2 separate regions of the Arachis hypogaea genome follow, and region 2 is linked to region 1. A link is a contact called in public Hi-C data. All regions are on one chromosome and are shown on one strand. Each heading gives the region's core, a stretch centred on a gene start, on an enhancer-like site or on the middle of the called end of the contact. The rest is flanking DNA. Distances are from core to core; before and after follow the strand shown.

Region 1 (7,427 bases), core at 1,565-4,064:
AACAATCATGCAATCATTTACTTTAAAAAGTTCATGTCATGATGAAGCATACCGGCAGAAACTTTGAAGATTTCTTCATCACAGCTAAAGTACTGCCAAGGCAACCTGAGCGCTGTTCAATAACAATAAATAACCAATCAGCAATCGAAGCACCCAAAATTGCCAACAACAAAAATTGATCAAATACCATGTCTTATCGTAGCACACACATAAGAGTATACATATCCTTCTATCCCACACCCATGGTACTATAATTTCAAATAATTCACACTTCTAAAATGAAATAAGCTATTTTTTTTAACACACTGCGTTTGTTTTAACTTGCTTGTGCTGAAGATGTGGAAAGGTCATACAAATAAGACAATCACCTGAGCTAAAACCCATCCAACAAGCCAATCAATATCGCTTCTGTGATTGCATATGACAAGGGCATGCTCTTTACCTGGAAATTTCAAAATAAGAATCATATTATTGATACACAAATTTCACAATAAACTTCCCCAACCCCTTTCTGGTATGCAAGCATACATCCGTGATACAAAAAGGCCAAATACACAGGGTAACAAAATACTTGCCCATCAATTGGAACGTTTCATGATCTGTGAATACTTCAACCTGAAGGGAAAATGTTACAGAAGAAAGCTTTAATCATTCTGAATGCAACAGAATAAACTTAACCAAAAGAAATGTGGCTTTCAAATTACCGGTTTTCTTCCATTTATAATGTTTCTTGAAACTATCGAACAACCTAAGATATATTAGTTTTGACATTTGATTCAATTTTAGTATTAGAACCAATGGAAGCATGTTTATTTCCCAATGAAACAACCTTGGCTGGAACATCTGTGCCTAATTACACAATATGGCTGAAATCTTTCCCTACAAAGCATATTTGTGCACAACATGAATTAACTCATGAAAAATGAAAAAAATGCACCTCCTAAGGAGACGGTAGAGATGATCAGGCCAAAAGGTTAATGTTACATATACAAAGAAATTCATTTTAAACATAATATAGAGACCCAAGCCAATATCTACTTCTACTGTGTATAATGGGGATTGAACTCAAAGCTTCCTAATTATAATACAAGATATTTAACATCTTGACTAATTTCACATTTGTTAATATTATACATATTTAATAAACAAAAGGGTGAATTAGACCCTATTAATACAATAGTCTTTTAGAATGTTGCAAGGAAAGTGCAAAACAATGCTTTGTTCTGGTAAACAATCAACTAAATTAGTAGACAGTTACTGTGCATAGAAAAATATTGCAGAGGACATGGTACTGGTTTACCTTAACACCAGCCCACCAATCAATAAGCCATACAAGTTCCAGCCACAACAATTCTGCAACTACACGGTTGATCCGCCTGTGCAGATTCTTTGACAGAGGCCGTACAAGAACATAAGATACTGCCTGAGACAAGATATCAAGAAGGGAAAAATTAATTGAATTGATTCAAGATCCTTTCTGTTTTGGCTTCATATTATTGTTTTACTGAAAGAAAAGATGGATATATAAAACTTAATGACTATGCTACGTGTGCACTAAAATCAACCACCAATATAAAATACATGTTGGAATACAAATACACATTGAAAATAAATTAAACCACACATGTATTTATACACAAATATATTGGTGGCTGATTTTAGTGGCTAATTTTGGTGTACGAATAGCATTTTTGAAAACCTAATTTTGTGCAGTAAATATTCCTCAGTATAAACAAATTATTCCAGTATACCACTCCTGCTTTCAAACAGAGTTAATACAACAAAGGATCAACCAGCTTCCACATGCTGAAAGCATATGCGCCAAATTCATTCATGTCCAAAATAAACTTTTCAAGTTTACATTCCTTCCTTTCTATTATGCCTCATGAGAAAATTAATTAGTTAGAAAAACTGATTAGAAGTTAATAAGATAATATAGGCAGTTAGTTAGAAGTCTGGTTTCATTTTTCCCTGCTCCCTTTGCACTCAAACCGGCTGATATATATGTACCATTAGTGAGTTGAAATTAATTAATGAAGATTGATTCCCATTTTCTCACAGAACCTCTCCTTCACAATATGGTATCAGATGAAATTTTCTTGCGCGCTCTCGCTCTCATCTTTTCTTTCTGAATGAACTTCCCACAGAAAATTCAACTTTCCAGGAAACTCTATCATTGGTCAATCATAACAGCAGCAACTCTATCATTGTTTCCCTTTTCATCTAAAGACAATGTTTGTCTATGGCACTTGAACTAAAATAGAAATGGTAACAAATCAGTAGTAGCAATGTGCCTAGACTATGAATCCATGATACAAAGCTTAAACCCTAAACTCCCCTAGTTTAAACTATAGCACTACTAGTCTTATCATATTAATAGAAAAAAAGAACGAGATTTGCATGGAGATGCAGCAAATGATTACGACGTGAACTCCATTAACTAAGAAATCAAAGAGTAAGTAGGAAGTAAGAAGACGAAGAAGAAAAACCTGAATGAGATTAACAGCGAGGCCTGAAGTGAAGAAGAGGAGGCCAAATGGCACAACCACAGCAGCAGCTGCAATACCCATTCAAGCCACACCTGAACCCAACTTACTTTTTCGATTCGATGTGAGTAAGAACTAAGAACGACTTAATTAACAGTAATTGGAATCTTAGTTTAATCCAATCGAAGAATCTGTTGGCGACTGTTTTGGAAATTGGAAAGAATGACAAGTTGGAATTCGAATGGAAATTGGGAAGGAAATGAGTGTTGCGTGGTAGGGTTGGGTCTCTGTTTTCGCCATATATTACAACAACTTATTCTTTTTTTTTTTAACAATTTTGGTAACCAATTAATCACTACAAATAACAATTTATTTTTAATAAATAAATTTTATTAATTTATCCTCATAAATTTTGGTATATATATATAATGCGAATTGTATTGATTTATATATATATCGGTGAAAATTCAGATGCAATTAACTTCATTTGAAGTTAAAAATTAAAAATTATTGAATAAAAATTTAGTCAAATCAGTAAAATTATCAACTTCACGTGCCATGAATCTTATATGCAAATCTTTATAAATATTAGTATAAACTATTATGGGTGAAGTGCTACTCTAAAATAATGAATTTTTAATGGATAATATCATAAATTTTAGTTTTGGTTCAGTAAAGGATTTTGTAGGTTATCTAATTAGATTTATAAGTTTAGGTGATGTGTTAGATAATAGATTTAAAAATTAATTAATTTTACTAATATAATAATGTATAATTAATCTCTGTACAAAACTTAAATTTGAATAACATTATTTGTATATAAATATAAAAATATAATTTTTAATTTATATTAGATTTTCTTAATTAATAAAATAAAAGTGTATAAATAGAAAAATTTCTAATTTAATGCATGTTCATGATGTTCTTATCTTTTACTGCATTATTATATTACATGTTAAATTTGCATTATACTCTAAAATAGTACAGATTTAGCAAAGAATTGTTTATAGCACACTCATTAACCTTATTAATAATAAATAAATTATTTTATAATAAAAAGTGAATAAAACATTATCAAGGAATTGAATTTTCCGATTTTTAAATTTTTAACAAACAATTTTATATTAAATGTCTTATTAAGTATTTTAAAAGTACTAATTAACAATTTAACACGACCTATACAATAATAATAAGAATAATAATGTGTTCTTAGTACTATAGGATCGCTTATAAAAAAAATACAAAATAATACTCAATTATTTATTTATGTTTAATCAATTAAAATCACCGCCCAATTCAGATCTGTGCATTATTGCTCCCTTCCCATCTTATTCATTAAATTTTAACGTGTGCCTTGTAATGTCCACTCATTATCATTAACCATTCCTTCAGATACCCCTTTATCCATTCAGATGTTGATGTAAACGTCTTAGTTCCCTCAAAATTTAAGTTCCTCTTGTCTTTTCTTCCATGAAATAATGTTATGCCTCTAACTAATAAATCCATCAGACCCATCAACATAAAAAAAAAATTAGACTTTTATAATTTGTTTTAATTTATTCTCAGAATTAGACACGACTTTAATAATTGATTATTAATGATCATATAGTTTTTTTTTTTGAAAAAATTATAGTTTGGTAGGCATGTTAAAGTTCTATGTACTCATTCATTCTTACATAAAGGAGAATTAACTTAAGCTTAGGTAAAATGGTTATGAAGAAGTTAGCTTCTATTATTTAATTTGGTAGGTAAGCTAACTAGTATAATTTTCGAAGCTTTTTAAGCTTTGTTTGTAGTTGTGGGGTGACATTCGGAAACTAAGTAAGTATGTGAGTGTGTGAGTCAACCAAACATAGCAACGAAGTAAATGCCAACCTCCAACCACCATTTTCATATTCTCATTAATGGATGGAACCTCCATAGACAATTAGGCATGTTCTGATGTTCATGTTATCCCTCCATTTTCATATTTACCAGTTACCACTAGTCACTATAGTCTAGAACTTGAAAGTAGAAAACAAAACAATAGTGGTGGTCCCATATGTCTGATTTCTTAATTGGGTCAAGAGCCCACTATCCTTAACCATCCTAAATGAAAATAGGCCCAAATTATATAGGACCGAGTGCCCAACAACCTAGTAACACATAAAAACCCACGACCAAACAATGGATTTTTTATTTATATAAAGAAATTAAATATAATAATTACTGATTTCCGTAATTTATAGCGTTTTTACGAAAATGCATAACATGTCACGTGATATTCAGCCTGTTAATGTTCACATCGTCTGCCATAATGTTTAACTAAGCCGTCAGTTTGGTCAAACAAGGATAAAATGGATAAAAAGATAAAGTAAATAGTAACTTTTGACTTCTTCAATGGGTGTGTGAAGGAAATCCCTTAAATAAATGTCATTGAGCCTATTTCGTTTATAGAGTAAACGAATTGACATTAGACGTATTTCATTTACACTGTAAAAGAAATAAGAACGTTGCAGAACACGTGAACACACATCATAGGACCATCCATTTATAACCTTATCTCGTTTAATGTATAAACGAAATACGTCTAATGTCAATTCGTTTATTCTGTAAATGAAATGTGACATATTATTCATTTTCAAAAAAATGCTACAAATTATGAAAATCGATAATTATTATATTAATTTATTTATATAAATAAAAAATCCCCAAAATTGAAGTTGTCCACGAACATTATGCAATAAATAAGTGACTGATAAATCTAATATGGTTTAGTTTTTTGGTCACATTGGTGCCATGTCTTTATTACATTTTTTTATTAAAATAGACAAGATAAAAGATATAAAAAATTAGTAAAATATATCATTAAAAAAAATTAAAATAACATCTTTTATTAAAATAATTAATAGGCAGAGTAGCATAAGAACTTAAGAAGAGAACCAAGAAATTATATAGACAGAATGACATTTTGATGCGAGAAAATTTCATTAAATTTATGTTTTTAAGTTTGTTTCTTTTGTCTCTCACTTACTTAAATTTACTATTTATATCTTTGCTATTCTAAAAGTTTTTTGTCCGTCTCTATTTTCTGTTCTAACACTTAAATACACTTACTTAAATATGAACTAGAAGCCCATACTAGTGATATTACATAACAAGTAAGTATATATATATATATATATATATATATATATGGTGAATTCTACTCAATCCTTTCTATTTCAACATGTAAATTACTTTTCGTGACGTGGTATGTTTTAATTGGATGCTTAGTTTTAGTTTGAGTTAATTTAACTCAATAAGAGTTAATATGTTAACTAAAGTAGGATAATTTTGTAATTAAATATTTTTATAAGAGGGATAAATATATAATTTCTATAAACATTAAAAAGTAAAGTTATATTTTTATCAATCATCTCCATTCACAACGAAGGTATGTCCTATAATTATCTGTATTCATATGCTTTAGTTTAATGAGTAAGCTAGCAAATTATTATTTATTTATTTTCTCAACAGGTTGCACCTTATGAAGTTTTTCGAATTGAAAAACATGAAGGTTCATCTGTTATCTCCATTCCTCATGAAACTAATGTTGACAAGTTACCTCAAGAGATGATTGAACACAGAAGTCTATCCTCTGGCATCATTGTGTGGGAGGATGATTTGGGAGAAAAATGAAAGACTGAATTTTTAATATTTTAGTAAATTATATAATCACCCACTTTGGGCTATAATTTAATTACCAATAGTTTAACTATAGTTAACATAGCAACCAATTAAAAGATGACATGTCACAGAGGGTAAATTACATGTTATTATAAAAAGGGTAGGCTAGAATTTACCTATATATATATATATATATATATATATATATGCATTTTTTGGTGGCTTGCGTAGATGTGATTAGCGATGGCCATAAGTTAATTGTCGAGTAGTGTAATAACATTTGGCATAGCTGATTATGCGTCAAAGTCAGCATAATGTTAAGGAAGATTACGTTAAAAAAGTAAGTACAGTAATCTTTTAACTTTAATTCTAATAATGGTAAAAATAAAATTTTAGTGCCGAAAAATAACTTCTTTGGATGTGGAGTTTTAATTAGACAAAAATTAAAAAGAAGTTACATGGAGTGGCCATTTAAAAAAAAAATAATATCTAATTCTATTTTTGACAATTTTTTCGAAGGATAACGAAATTTAAAAAAAAATTATTTTTTGGCTTTTGGTATTTTTTCTGTGAGACAAGTTATAGCCCCTACGTCAATAATTTATTTTTGAGGTTAACAGAACGTGAATACATGATACATTAAGATGATGATGTGTCCGTTAAGTGTCAGCCTGAATTGGCATGTTAATGAGTCACTCAACCCGCCCCTGACAATTTTTAAAAATATAACTTCGTATTTTATTTACGCAGAACCCTAACAATGCTTCTTCATCCTTCCTCCTTATGTAGAACCTTAATTGTACTACTACCATGAGCCATAGAGATCATTCTTCAGAAACTATAAGTCACAATCTGCGTGGTTATAATGTTAGCGAAGAGAGTAGGAGCTGCACGTTTTCTTTTGGAACTGTTGGACAGTCAAGAAAGAAGAAATTTGTCTCTAAAATGTCACTGTGGCACCTATGCGATTCTCTTTCAATCTTGCAAAAAATTTAATCCAAATAGGTTCTTCTTGGGATGTCCTAATTACAATATAAGTATTGATTTATAATTTTTGCATGAAGTTAATTATTTTGTATATTTTTTAAATTTAAAAATTTTATATAATTTTTATATTTTTACAATTGAAATTTTTAATTTTTCAGGCACCCATCCCATATTGCAAGTATTTCAAGTGACTAGATGTATTAGTTCAAGAAAATATTGATGAGAATATTACTTCTATGAATGCTATTTTAATAAAAAGAAGATTGAAAGGAGGTAGAATATAGAATGAAGGAGTTAGAGATGGAA
Region 2 (7,427 bases), core at 3,658-6,157, 69 kb before region 1:
GAATGCTCTCCTACAGAAGGTCTGCAAATGGCTCACTCAATTGTTGATAGCTGTGGACTACTTGCACTCTAATCGTGTGATCCATAGAGATCTTAAGGTATCATTTCTTCCCTTATCCCGATTAAAGAAATTTGTCATCTGATGTTTACATTAATGCAACTCCTCCTGGTTTCAGTGTTCCAACATATTCCTCACAAAAGACAATAACATTCGGCTTGGTATGAAGCTTGATCCCTTAAAAGCTCATAACTTTTGGCTTTTACTATGTTGTCCAAATAAATGTATTTATATTGCATGGATCATACAGGTGACTTTGGTCTTGCGAAACGGCTTAATCCAGAAGATCTTGCTTCCTCGGTATTGTTTATATGTTTAATGTTTTCACATTTCTCTAATGCCTTCCTCTAGAAACTTGCTTGTTCTTTATGCTTTTTAGCCTAATATGCTTTAAGTTTGTTAACCAATGTTAAAGATGCTTTACTAAATCTGCTGAAGTGATGTCTGTTTATCAATTGAGCCCTTCTTATATCGTTTCGTAGATTGTTGGAACTCCAAATTATATGTGCCCTGAGCTTCTAGCTGATATACCTTATGGTTATAAATCTGACATGTGGTCGCTCGGTAAGGATCATGGACGCCTTATTCTTATTGACAAAGCCGTATGATATCTGACCTTCTCTAAGAATGATACATCTTTTTATATAAAGGTTGCTGCATGTTTGAGATTGCTGGACACCAACCAGCATTTCGTGCTCCGGTAAGCACTTGAACTGTCTACTTGAATTTAATTTTATTAGTCGAAATGTAGTCTCCAATAATATGACACTTGAGATTAAATGAATGAAACAGGACATGGCTGGACTTATTAATAAAATTAACAGATCCTCCATTTCTCCATTGCCAATTATTTATTCTTCCACACTGTAAGTAACTACTTCAAACCAGTATCAGTCACACTGTTGTAACTTGTAATGATAATTAATATCATGCACTTTTGATCAATTATTTAAATATTTTTCATTAAAGAGAATATGAAATCATTCAAGCCAAGCAAGCCTTTTCATTATAATGATAACATTTGAAAGCCGACTTGCATGCAACAGGAAACAACTTATTAAGAGCATGCTGAGGAAAAACCCAGAACATAGACCAACAGTGAGTTTCATCTTTAAAGCTAGTCTTGTGTTATAATTTGGATGGAACCAGTGATTTTATTCTGATTTTGCTTCTTTGTTACCAGGCTGCCGAATTGTTACGCCATCCTCTTTTACAGCCTTATGTTCTCCGCTGTCAAAACGCATCATCCAATTTTCTTCCAGTATACCCCATAGTTAACTCAAAGGATAAAACAAAAAGATCTAAAAAATCTAGTGGTGGCAAGGACCAGAGGGACAAAGACACAACATCACCAAATTATTTGGAAAGGATTCATCCGATTGAGGGAAATGGACACTTACAGCCGAGGAATCTTCCAAGTGAGGGAGAGCTAACAGCTTCAACAAGTGCAGAAGACAACCTCGAGAACCGGATGGTTGATCTTACAAGCTATATAGTGGAATCTTCTACTAGTATTAGTGGCTCAAAAGATGGATCAACAACATCAGAATCAACTATTTGTAGTGTGTGTAGGGACCCTGACTTTAAAACTAGGCCTGCAAAGGAAACTGCAAATATTGAAATCACTTCAAAGAGTACACAAGATTCTGTGCATCAAGATCATGAATTTGCTGCTGAACTTCTTCAAAACTTAGAAGGGATTGACATAAATGCTGTTACAACACTAGTTGAAGATGCTTTTTCGGATGACGGTGCTAACAATGCTGAAGCAGATAGAGAAGATGCCAAACTTGAAGACTCAAGGAAATCGGCTTCCAGTGCTGAAGCACAGAGAGAAGATGCCAAACTTGTGGACTCCATGAAATCAACAACTTCCAGTGCAGGCACCAGCAGCACTGGTAAAGATAAGTCTATTGATGAGGAAAGGTTGTTGCCGATTCTGCATCCTGTTAAGGTTGAATGTGACACCAAATCCGGAACCAGCTTGAAGGAAATCGAAAATCCTGATGCATCGAAGGAAGGCTCACAATTGAACTACTTGTCATCTGAAAGTAATGATACTCCTCCAGTCAAGGATGAATGCTCCATGCATAAAGATGAAAATGCCAATGCAGTTGATCAGACACTGAATGGCATTTCGTTAAGCACTTCGACAATCAGCGACGAAACAACGAAGTCAGAGTTGGATAGTCCTTCCCAGCAAAGGGCTGAGGCTCTTGAATCTCTGCTTGAGTTATGTGCTCAGCTACTCAAGCAAGATAAGCTCGAAGAGCTTGCGGCTGTGCTAAGACCGTTCGGAAAAGAAGCTGTCTCATCCAGAGAAACAGCAATATGGCTGACAAAGAGCCTTATATCAGCACAGAAGTTTAATCCTGAAAGCTAGTTCCATGAGTGGCTCTTACCACTAATTTATACATTATTGTAAGAAAATATGTATTTTTTTTCTCCAGATTTCAAGAGTTTGATCCTTTGAGACTGCTGCTTGATTGAAGATTGTAGCCCGGAAGATGGCATCTCACATATTGTTTTCTTGGTTAATATAGTAAATGAAATATTTATTTTTGTTTACTGGGATCTGCACTTTGAAACTGTGACTGGTAGAAAATGTTCTGCAAACTCAGCAAAGAAAGAAAATTTTGTGCAGATTGTCCTCCAATGTTTCATTCAACAAATGTATATACACCAATGTTTCTGTACAAGTTTCTAAGCATATTTTTCTAAGTGCATATTACTCTTCAGACACATACTCATTGGAACAAGCTAAAAAGAGACAACAGAGAGGCACCAACCATGGAGCCAACAAGGGGGAAAGGTGTCCAAGGCCTCGCTGCTCGGTCCGGGAGCCCGAGCAGGAATCTCTGTCAAGGTATAGAAGCCCATGCCAAACTCAAGGACGTGGACGGTGCATGTGAGATTTTTCGCGGATTTGCGGCGATAACTTGTTGATGAAGTAACTGGTTTAATGTTTCTTACTGTTGATAAGTGTATTTTGACTATTTCACCCTTACTTTCCATTCCTACTATTTTTGCTTATTACATATGGATGGATGTTTAGTAACATAAATTTAGCTTCAAAATCAGTTCAAATTCAATCAAAACAACGAACAATTAACCACCTTTCTTTTGTTTCTGAAAAAAAAAAAAAAGTGCCTCTAGTGTGGAAAAATAAAAGCTTTAGGTGTTGGGTATTAGTTATATATTGAAAGCTTGAAGAGTTAGTTTATTTGAGAATAAAGTTGAGATATCAGATATTATATTCACCAAAACTCACATTAAAGTTGTTTTATAATATTTATATTCATGTTAAATCGGATTAATGGAAAAAAAAAAACACCAACTTTCTTTTTGTAAACAAATTGCAGAATGCATCTGCTTTAATCGGGATACACATAATATAACTTCAACATCCTCATAATATTATGAATTAAGAAAGAAAACAAAATACACTTCAACATCAAAATGATGTCTCTATTTGATTACTCTTTTTGGTTCATGCAATTTTCAATACAAATTCCCTTCAATAAAAGCACTTAAAATTTACTGGTCACCACACTTTTTTTTTTTACCTACCTTTATCATTGATTCTGATTTTTGACATACATAGTTCAATCATCATTCAAAATACTTAATTCTGTCTTTTTCTTTTTTTATTTTTATTCTTTAAATATTTCTTGTTACATCTATCAGGTAGGTTTGTTTTTAGAAACTAAAACTAGAGATTGGGACTCAGTATTGTATTTGGTAGTTAGAGATTGAAACTAAAATTTCAGTTTTCGAATACAAAATTTCAGTTCTTTTAGAACCTCTGGAAAATAAGGACATAGGAGATTGAAATTTTTGAAAATAAAGACTAAAATTTTAATAATATTTTTTTTAAAATATACTGTCATTTAACTTTTCAAATTTCAAATCTACCCCTCAATCTCCATATTTATCTTAAACTAAACATAATAGTAAGACATAACTCAGTTCAATATATTTTATACCAAATACAATATAAAAACTTATTTTAGTCTTTTATCTCTCACTCTCCCAGTCTCAATCTTCCTTCTAAATGCAGCTTAATAGAATAGTAGTCAAGAAAATACAAAATAATCCTTGGTTGTGCATGAATGACATTTGACCATCATTCTATTATCCCATCATCTCTTTAGCAAGCAACAAAGACATCACATTTGCATCATAATAGACTTAGCCTTTTCTCAAAGACTAAGCACCGTTGCTATGTCAATCATGCTTGAAATTGATTTCTCACCATCCTCAATCTTACATGTTTTTAAAATATATTTAATATATGCTAAAAAAAGGAAAAAACTTTATAATTATAAAAGCTTTTTAAGTATACATGTAGATTAATTAAAGTTTCAGAATCATACAAATATTCTCCTTTGGTCAACTTAATGTGATTTATATCTTAATAATAGATAAAACAATTCTTTTTAAGAAATTAATAGCATGCTAATAAGATTTGATTGGTCTGTAGTAGGGTCTCAAAATCCTTGATCCAAAAGGGATAGTAACATTATGAATTTGATTAATGCTAATAAAATGTACCACTTACCAGCTTGACATGAATGACCTTCTAACACACCCCTCCTCCAAAAATTTCTATATAAACTTCCAACTCTTGACTTTATCATTGGACAATTCAATTCCAACATCACCAATACAATCTTAATTTTTCCAGGTTCTTTCTTCATAACTTTGTTTTAGTAACAAATATTTTTTTTTGTGTAAGGAAAAAATAATGGCAACAAAATATGGTTTCTTTGGAGCTCAATTTCTCATGGCAGTGATGATTGTGGCCTTGTTTTGTGTGACCAAATCTGTGGCACAAGATTCAGAGATTGCACCTACATCTCAATTGCAGGCTGGATCTGGGCTTTCTTTGCCTCTCTCTGGGCTTGCATTGGGCTTTTCTTTGTTGGCTTCCCTTTTTGCATTAATATGATGCCATGAAACTGGCAAAAAAAAAAATCATAGAAGAAATACTTGCATGTCTTTTGAACATATTTAATGCGTATTATGTATTAAGAACATTTATTATTACTTATTGTTATTTTTTTATAGAATTTTTAAGAGTATAATAAATAAAAATGATGAGTGGCCACAAATGTTCTTCAAATACGCATTAAGTATGATCTAAAAGCATGTAACTATTTGAATCATTGTTGAAGTTTGCCACATGATTGCTTGGGATAATAACATATTTTTTCTTTTTATTTTTGTTTTTACTTTAGAATAACGGTTGAGTTATTTTTGTGTGATTCCAATAGATTGAATTTGTAAAATCAGTCACTTGATACATTTATGATTTATCAGATTTGGTTGTCTATATTATATCCTGTATGTTCTTCTATGTTTTTTTTTCTGTATTATAAATGATTAGCTGTATGATAAGAGGCACAGGTATATAATTTGCACTAGAATGATTCTGTTTCTTTTTAATGATTTATTAAATCCTTCAGTAGTGTGACTATATTGTAGTCCAATTCAGCAAAGGGGATTGTTCATGGTTTCTTTCAAATAATAGTTTATCAAATAAACAACAGTAAAATAACATACGATTAGGACTATCATGGAATAGGATTAAACATAATGTATATATAATTTCAGTCAAAATAACTAATATATGCAGATTGAGTTAACAAGAACAATCATTCATAAAAATCTTTTTTTTTTTTTCCTTTTACTGGAAAGAAAATCATGTTAAATCACCTAATTATATAATATTTAGTATATGAGTTGGACTGTCTAAAATGGGCTCTACTGTGGCCCTACTTTTCAAAATGGACTGAGCCCTTATAATATAATATTGGGCCTACTAAGGGCTGATGATGTTGATAAAAGGATATTTAATTCACTACTAAAATCGAATAAATTACCATTTATAGTTTTATACTCATGAAAGATATAAATACTGACAAATATACTAATGTAAGAATAAAACGACAATTGTAATCATCAAAGATGGCCTCCGTGTGCCAAGAGTACTCGAACTTGGGTTATGCAATTGATCCGTTAGGATACTCTTGACACACGGAACGTGGTTACAATTGTCGTTTTATTCTTATATGGGTATATTTGTCAGTATCAATATCTTTCATGGTACAAATAATAACTTATTCACTAAAATTCAAGAACCGATGAATTAGTCCTTAGTCTATCAAGTTAGAGGATATCGTGAAAAATAAAAATAAAAAATTCAATTTTAATTAGTCTAGTGGTTAACTCACTTCCGAGTTGGTCGAGTAGTCGGTTCACTTGTATGCTTAAACAAATATCGAAAATTCGAATTTCGCTTTGTGCACGCAACAATTTATTAGCCAGTAATAAACCCTTAAATGAAATTTTAATCCTCGACGAATTAATCTTTGACATGCAGAGTTAGAGATATCGTAAAAAAAATTTATTTTTTATACAACATGAAGCTTGCAGTGCTAATAATATTGCCAAAATTTATAACATAGACTACTATGTACCAAACTCAAAATATTTATAATATACATAGTGTATACTCTTTACAAAATTAGAATGTAGGTGTATATATATATGTATAGGCAGTGTAGTGAATAACATATAGAGCCCAGAAAAGCACATGAAACTGCAATCTCTGTATCTATATATTGTTCTACAGCCTTTGAAAGTCTGCACAGAAATACAAATTCAAATGGCTGTTCAGAATTTCAGATCATATTAGATAACGGCAGCACAATGCAAGCATCAGAAACCACATCAAAGTAGGGACACAATGTTTTCTATCACAAACAAATGAATAACCTCAATCTCTCAGAATTAGCAGAAATCTTTCTCATTGAAAACATCAATTTAATTTCTATTTACTTTCAGATATCCAATTATATATATGTTATTATATTAACAAAAATATTTTCAAACAAATAAAATCCAATTGAATATATAGTATAGTAGAATTGTACATGATCAGATAATTTAACCTAAATTATAGTATAGAAAATTCTTATTACATAGTAAAATTATAGAATTCTTTTACACTGTTTATATACAGTAATTAAGACTTGGAAAGAAAATTTTTATCAAAAAAAGAAAATGTTCCCAATGACTTTAAAGTCCCAAAAAAAATACCATGAGACATGTGACACACGGGGCTCACATGCAGAGGTTATTGGTTTTAGGCCACAGTCCCATGTGCCTTTGTACAATGTGAAATTTAATTAATTAATTAATTAATAGTGAAAAAAAATGAAAAATAAGATCCATGAATAATTGTTGCAAAAGAATCCAAGTGCAATTGCATGATCACACAACAATTTCCCAATGCCAAGCCAATTTAGGCAAACACCTCCTCCCCCAATTTCCTAAATCTGCATTTATGAATTTGTCACATAAAT

What was found. A called contact is a pair of places that touch in the nucleus more often than the background predicts.
Region 2: a Hi-C map of leaf shows a contact between it and region 1, with 4 times the contacts expected there. The contact joins the enhancer-like site here to the promoter of LOC112696058 in region 1. A contact is called at or near these places in 4 of 8 Hi-C or Micro-C datasets (leaf and an unstated tissue).

The regions. Positions count from the first base shown.
Region 1 is chr6:12,165,341-12,172,767 of arahy.Tifrunner.gnm2.J5K5, reverse strand. It overlaps LOC112696058 (1-acyl-sn-glycerol-3-phosphate acyltransferase 2), which reads right to left and starts at 2,814. Exons shown (of 11, transcript XM_025748643.3): 1 at 2,490-2,814; 2 at 1,301-1,423; 3 at 576-615; 4 at 369-442; 5 at 53-112. The coding sequence starts at 2,570.
Region 2 is chr6:12,236,856-12,244,282 of arahy.Tifrunner.gnm2.J5K5, reverse strand. It overlaps LOC112696061 (serine/threonine-protein kinase Nek6), which reads left to right. Exons shown (of 13, transcript XM_025748645.3): 6 at 17-97; 7 at 176-218; 8 at 308-357; 9 at 540-621; 10 at 708-757; 11 at 850-923; 12 at 1,104-1,155; 13 at 1,241-2,756. The coding sequence ends at 2,440. Among protein-coding and RNA genes, the nearest start is that of LOC112696061, 7.7 kb to the left of the region's middle. Within about 2 kb of position 4,907, at least 2 of the 3 cell types and tissues checked have open chromatin away from gene starts, as enhancers often do.